2 separate regions of the Gossypium hirsutum genome follow, and region 2 is linked to region 1. The links are chromatin contacts, called in public Hi-C maps. All regions are on one chromosome and are shown on one strand. Each heading gives the region's core, a stretch centred on a gene start, on an enhancer-like site or on the middle of the called end of the contact. The rest is flanking DNA. Distances are from core to core; before and after follow the strand shown. Region 1 holds the start of LOC107957100 (protein MAEA homolog). Region 2 holds the start of LOC107957102 (cingulin-like protein 1).

Region 1 (3,586 bases), core at 404-2,903:
AGAGCTTCATCAAATCCAAATTCAAGAAATTTCTAAACCTTCTTAATTTTCGTTTTATTTAATTGCTTAAATGAACATGAAAATGATAGGGTTTGGGTTTATTAAGATAATCATGAACTAATTTTCTTAGGTAGTTGGTTAATTGAAATGTTGAATAATTATCTTAAGGTTTATGGACTAAATTGAATAATTAGACTAAACTGAATAAAAACCAAAACTCAAAATTAACGACTCTAGGTGAAAATATTGATAAGGGAGATTGAGAGGAAATCTTATTGTGTAAGAATTCAATTGTCCCTATTTAGTTTAAGTTAGATCAAGAGATAAATCGAACTAAAATGTAAATTGGGTAAATTATAGATTGAGAGATATTAACTAATTCGATTAGAAAATTATTCTACTAAATTTCCTAATCTAAGAGTTAATTATGAACATGGAAATTAACCAGCTACCATTTTGTCTTGATTATCTCTTTTACAAATTTGGATATCTTTACAATTAGGTCCTTAGATATTAGTTTAGCCTCAAACATTCTATTTATTTTTTGTTGTACTATAGGTTGTTTAGTACTAACTATTTAGACTTTCTAGCTTGCATTCTTATTGACGTGAATTCAATTTTTTTATCGATCTCTTATGGATTCGATCATTGGGATACTCTATAAGGTGTTTCATTGTATTTTTTTATATAAATATTGCAAGTAGACTTGTTATACCAGCAATACACTGCACATGTTATATATCTTTATAATTTTCTCTGTTGAATACATGTACGCTGAAGCGCGATTTTGTCATAATTTTAAAGTTCAATAGTTTTTAATTAAATTCATATGATAAAGTTAAGGTGCAATAACAATGAATTTATTAAATTATTATACTTCTATGAAAATTTTGAGACTAAAAAATGTTAAAGAAATGAAATTGTAAAAGACAAAATTATATAATAATAACAATATTACATTTTATCAACCAAACATTTGGATCTTATATTCTAGCTAAATGAATCGAAGTAAATTAATTTTACATTCCACTCGTAACCTTGCATTTTTGTAACCTTATTACGAAACGTAATATTTTGTTGAAGGGGACCAAACTTACCATTGGTTGAAGGGATTAAGGCTTCTTGTTGGCACTCGATGACTAAGGTTCAAACTTTGTTGATTAATAACTTCCTCAATTTGTAATTAGACTAGTAGAAAAAAGGCACAATGACAAAATGAGCTCTTAATGTTTACAAATTTTATCTATTTGGCCCTTGTTCTTTTTTAAGCTAAATTTAACCTTCAATATTTTTAAAAATGGTTGAATTTAACTATCAATTTTTTTTAAAAGCTATCAGTCTTTTCGAAAGAGCTAAATTGTTGTTTTTTTAAGAGAAATGCTGACCAAAATATTAAAATTTTAAACATGGTAGCCTATAATGCAATCCGCGTGTACTTCATACAATTTTCTTAAATTTTTAAATTTTTTATTTTTAAATATTTTTATATTATTTGTTAATATGACATATAAGAGAAATAATAATGTGTCAACATCGTATACTTAAAAAATTAATGGTTTAGTTAATATTTTGATAAATTTAACTCAATAAAAAAATGAAAATTAAATTTACAAAAATTGTAAATGTTAACCGCTAATTTGTAATTATCCCATAGAAAATTTTTGGCAAAGCTCGGTCCACAATCAGATCCAGTTGCTCTATCGTAAAAGACGCTGTCGTTTCACCACATCACCGTAAGAAAGCTACTAATCATTCCTTTCTTCTCGTCTCCACTCTTCCTTGAACTCAAACCGGTTTCTTTCCCCTTCGAATGGAAATCGATCCACTTCCAAACGGTAGCGGTTCGAATGCCGCAACAAGCCCCGAAACCGCAGCAGCGACAACCGCAATTACCGTCGCATCGAACACGACGCCGTCCTCGAAATTGAGCCATCTGACGGAATCGTTAAAATTAGAGCACCAATTCTTGCGTGTTCCTTTTGAACATTTCAAGAAAACAATCCGAACCAATCACCGAACAGTCGAGAAAGAAGTCTCTGCCGTTATTTCAAGCGTCACTGACGTGGCTGACTCCGACGAAATATCCAAAGACGATGCCATTTTGAGTCTCACTTCCCTTGTTTCCCGTTTGCAAGGCATCAAGCGCAAGGTAAAAGAAGAGATTTTTTCTTTCTTTCTTTTTAAGTTAATTTAATGTGATCTGTATTGGAATTAGCAAAATTATGTTCCTTTTAACTTTTGGAGGTCTAAAAGGCAGAAAGTAGTTTTGGATATTTTGAGTGAAAAATGGCTATGTTTTTATATGATCTAAAATTAATGAATTTTTATGAAAATGAAGAGAATAATTAATTCGATGTAAAAGAGCTGGACTTGTATGAAAGTTGAAATTTTGACAATTTCACTTAAATTTGATAATATGAATTTGTAGAATTAAAGCAAGAATAAATCTAAAACTCGTCAATTTGTATGGAAAGTTGAAATATCGAATAAGTTGAAGAGTTTTGAATCTTATCTTACTGGATTAAGGGATAAATTATGTTTAATTGCAAAACTGTCTAACCTAAATTAAGTAATGGTCTGTAGAAACCCCTGCCAATATTGTTCACTTTTTTGCTTTACATACGCGCGCATACATATATCTGTTTATCAATCGGCATTTTACGTAATTCAATAATTTTTATTCAATTTAACAAGTATAACCTTTGCAGATTAGTTGGTCGCTGTATTTAGTAGTCACGGTAGATTTATTTTTCTTCTTATCTGAGCAACTGGATTGTATTTTGTGTTTTAGTAATTTATTATCCAAAGTACTGAGTAGCCCTTCTTAAGTCGTTAATGCATAGTGATCTACTAAAGTCTATATGTTCTTTATCATCCAGTTGGAAGAGGGGAGTCATGCAGAGAACTTGCAAGCTCATAGGTGTCGTGCTCGTCTTGATCACTTAGATTCAGCTGATGCTGAGAACCTTTCTGAATGGAATAATGTGCAATTGAAGCGGATCCTTGTGGACTATATGTCGCGTATGTCATACTATGACTCTGCAATGAAGCTGGCAGAAAGCAGCAACATACAGGTACTTTACATGCTTGCTTCATTTCATATAGACATGACAATGTTAGACCTGACATGAAGAAATAACAGTAACACAACATATACCATGTCTCCAAACCTATATATATATTATTAAGGTATCAAATTTATATAAATTAAATACCTTGAATGCGATAATAACATGGTGAAATGTATGCACGAATTCTCAATTCTAATTTCATAAGTTTTCTATGGAGTTAGCCACTAAAAGTATGCTCTGCCTTTTTTTATAATCAGAGAATAAGATAGGACTAACAAGCAGAATTACATTGAATCAGGATGGCATTGTATTTTCTTTATATTAATACATGTTTTAACCTTTTGAATTAGAATGTTTTGTCATTCAGCAGTTATCTAGCTTTGGCTGGACAGTTTTTTTTCCTTAAATGCTCATCACTGAAAACATTCTTGTCATCTTTGCCTGTATCTTCACAACATTTTCCAATTAATTCCTCGTATAACTGTGGAGGTCCAATAGAGGCTTTATGCTTGTTT
Region 2 (3,586 bases), core at 503-3,002, 210 kb before region 1:
AAAGGGTAAATGGCATTAACACACAAAAAACATCATCAAGATCACTAGAAATACAACTGAAAAAATTCAGATATTTATATTGTTTTCGTGTTATCTTTTTCATGTCATAATCATATCTAAAATGTTATTATATATAACAACTTGTTATACATATATTGACATGTTCATGTAATCGTGTCGTGTGTTTTTTCATGGCATCTCATGTTTTAATTTCTTTTTTTTTTCTGGTATCACGTTCATGGTAATGGAATATCAAATAGAAGAAAAAAGAATGCATATGCAACATTGAGATGTCAATCATGAAAAAGAACATGATATAGAGAAATCATACACTGGTTATGTATTGACAATATTAAAATGCGAAAACCATAAAAGTAAAACTCAGATCTTATGATTCATTTAGTTGGCAGACTCTTCAGTTTTAATTAAGGATTAGGATTTAACTTCCGTGTTTTACTCGTATTAAAATATGAGAATGATATATTATCCTCTAAATACTGAATACATGAAAAACTATAAGAAAATTAATATATTCATTTCAAGATACACATTATCTGACATTTGCTTACATCCGAATCCAAATCAGCTGGGACAAAGCTATGAGAAACCTAAACGCCGAAACTAGGGTACCAAGATAAAAAAAAGAACCATTAGTAATTAAGATTTGGCAAAAGACAGAAAATAAAAAATAAAAGTTCAAAAGGAAAATAAGAACCTGAATACAGTACAATAACTTTAATTTATGCCTAATATTTATACCTACGAAAAGATCAGAAAAAATTCTAATGTCTCGGTATCAAACAGTATTTATATCCTACACCCACTTGAAGCTGGCTCACATCACATATACCTTTTTTTTTTAGGAAAATATAAATATAATTGTTTTAAAAAATAATTTCAGTTGCCTGCAAAATGATTTAAAGAAACAAAATTATGTATATGAAACAGATTGGCCAAGAGTAATGCTTAAGATTGAATCTAAATTCACCACCATTTTCGACTCCTTAGAAACCTTTTATTAACCAAAAAACAAAAAAAGACCTTTAAGAAGAATAAAGAAATAAAATAAAATTCATAAAATTCTGACAAAAAACAAGGATCCCAGGGTTGAGTGATCATCAAATAAAAAAAAATTAATACCATTATGAAGGAAAAACGAAAAACCTTAAGTAAATTATAAAAACTAAATAGAAAACAATAGAGTTGAAATCAATCTGTTAATGATTGCCTTAGCTTACCAAGAAAAAATCAGAAGAAAATATTTGAATTTTAGGAACAGAGTTGAGAAAACACTCGGTGAAAGCTTCCTTTTCCACTTCAACTTTCTCAGCAACCAAACACACCCAGTGAAAAATAGTCACACACACACACACAAAAAAAAAAAAACCTTCAAACGGTCAAAATTTTCTTTCCTGAAAAGCCCAAAGACTTAAATTAAAAATCAATATAGTAAATTCACGAAGTCGATACACTGAAAAGAAAATCTTTGCATTTAGTTACTTACCATTAAAGGAGAGAAACTGTATGTTGTTAAGAAAGTTTAAGTTTTCTCAAAATTCGAATTAGAAAATAATAATAATCCCTCGAAATTTAAGGTTCTTAAAACAGAAGTTATCAAAGATAAAGCAAAGAAAGTGAAAGCGCAGAAAGGCATGGAATCAACGACGTTACCGACCGGCATTAAAGATCGTTTGCGATTTTGGTTTTAACGGCAACGGAAGACGTTTGGCCGTTATGGTTTACAGAGGGAAAATTATGGTGAGGGGGAATTAATAAGAGCGAGCGGCAACCAATAGCAGAACGGAGAAAATATGAGAAAAGGTTCAGGGTATTTTCGTCTTTGAACTAACGCTTTTGCGTTGAGTATTATATACTAATTACTTTTTTTATACAATTGTCTAGATCTAGCATAGTTTCTTCCCGTACATTTAATAAGAGGATTATTTTTTTATCGATATGAATCGAATTAGAATTAAATTCATACTAATTATTAAATTAAATGTTTTTTTATGATGATATAATTCATAAAAATACAATTCACTATCATGATTTTGAATTTTTAGTATAATTTTCATTTCATTATTATAAATTGAATTTACTAAAATATATAACATTAAGATTTTTAAAAATTTGAATTTATTACTATGTCGTTAAATAAAATAGTAAAATATTTATTACTTTAATAAAATACGAGTTGATTGAAAATAATATTATTAGGAGAAATGATAAAAATATTGAATATATAAATTAAAATAAACATGATAAATATTAAAAATTGAATTTAATGTTAATTTAAATTAAATTACATTAAATTCAATTTGTGCAGCCGTAGGAGTTTTACTTTTTATTCTATTAACATGGTTATTATTACCGCAATTTAAAGGTTATAAATTCGAATGTTTTCTTCTAATGCTCTGATCGAATAAAATTGAATGCAAATTTGTCTAAGTGGCTATTTGAATATTAATTAAATTCTAATAAAAATATTTGTAGATAATAAAAATTAGTAGATAAAGATTAGGTTTTTTTTTTACCAAAAAACCAAACTAGTGGACATAATCTCCAAGCTTTTTTCTAAAAAAAAAAAGGTAGGTTAGGAAACTTTTTGACTTTTTCATTAAACATAATGATGCCAATTCCCTTAATTCATGCAACTTCTTTGGGATTACAAGAATCATTTTCTTTCTCAATGCAAAGATTACACAATAAAAGATAATATTTTATGAAATGCATAATAATTTATTTTGTACTTCAATTTTAATTTTTTTAATATTCATTTAATATTTATCTTTTTTAATTTTTTAATTTACATTATTTATCAAATTATTTTAAATTTAATAAAAAAATTAATGCTTGTTAACTTTTCTGACATATCATTTACATAATGTCATGTCAACAATCAATTAATTTTTAAAATAAAAAATATTTTATACTTTTTAATTTTAAAAAAATTAATTAATTGCTTATGTGGCATCCACGTGACAATCCATATGTATTTGATGTCAATAAAGCTAACTTTTACATCTATTTTGGAGGGTTTAATTTGGCAAACAACTACCTCATTAACTAATCAGCCTATTACTACAATGGACTGTCCTTAAATTAAATTTTTTTTTTCTATAACCACTCTTTTTTATCTCATTTGTTTGATCAATAATACAATGGAGCAAACAATGCATTGCTGACTTACTCAACAGTTTCAAACATTGGAGTGTAAACTATTGCTAAGGTATTCCTTATCATTTATAATCAAATTATTGAATTTAAGATCAAGAAATTCTAAATGCATTAAAAGAATCCTACTACAGACTTAATTGCATTGATACTTAAGTTGTTCTACTTTTAGGAATCAATTTTCAAACAACTATCCTAAGCTAATCATGCTTAATCGACTTCCACAATTTTCTAGATTAGTCGAAAAGTTATTATCCTCATCGAACATCACTGATATCAATATACTCATCATAGTTTAGCAGTTATTTGGCATTTGTATGTAATGGCAAAATGAATGACAAAATGCATGAATGTTAAAGCATCTATCTATGATATACTATATGTACAACACAACACACCCCCAAATCTAAGG

The links. A called contact is a pair of places that touch in the nucleus more often than the background predicts.
Region 2: a contact with region 1 is called in a Hi-C map of leaf, with 3 times the contacts expected there. The contact joins the promoter of LOC107957102 here to the promoter of LOC107957100 in region 1. A contact is called at or near these places in 9 of 34 Hi-C or Micro-C datasets (callus, fibers, hypocotyl and 1 more).

Annotation. Positions count from the first base shown.
Region 1 is chrA05:86,067,694-86,071,279 of Gossypium_hirsutum_v2.1, reverse strand. It overlaps LOC107957100 (protein MAEA homolog), which reads left to right and starts at 1,653. Exons shown (of 7, transcript XM_016892522.2): 1 at 1,653-2,149; 2 at 2,880-3,074. The coding sequence starts at 1,811.
Region 2 is chrA05:86,276,742-86,280,327 of Gossypium_hirsutum_v2.1, reverse strand. LOC107957102 (cingulin-like protein 1) reads right to left here and starts at 1,752. Exons shown (of 8, transcript XM_041112656.1): 1 at 1,505-1,752; 2 at 1,239-1,412; 3 at 570-621.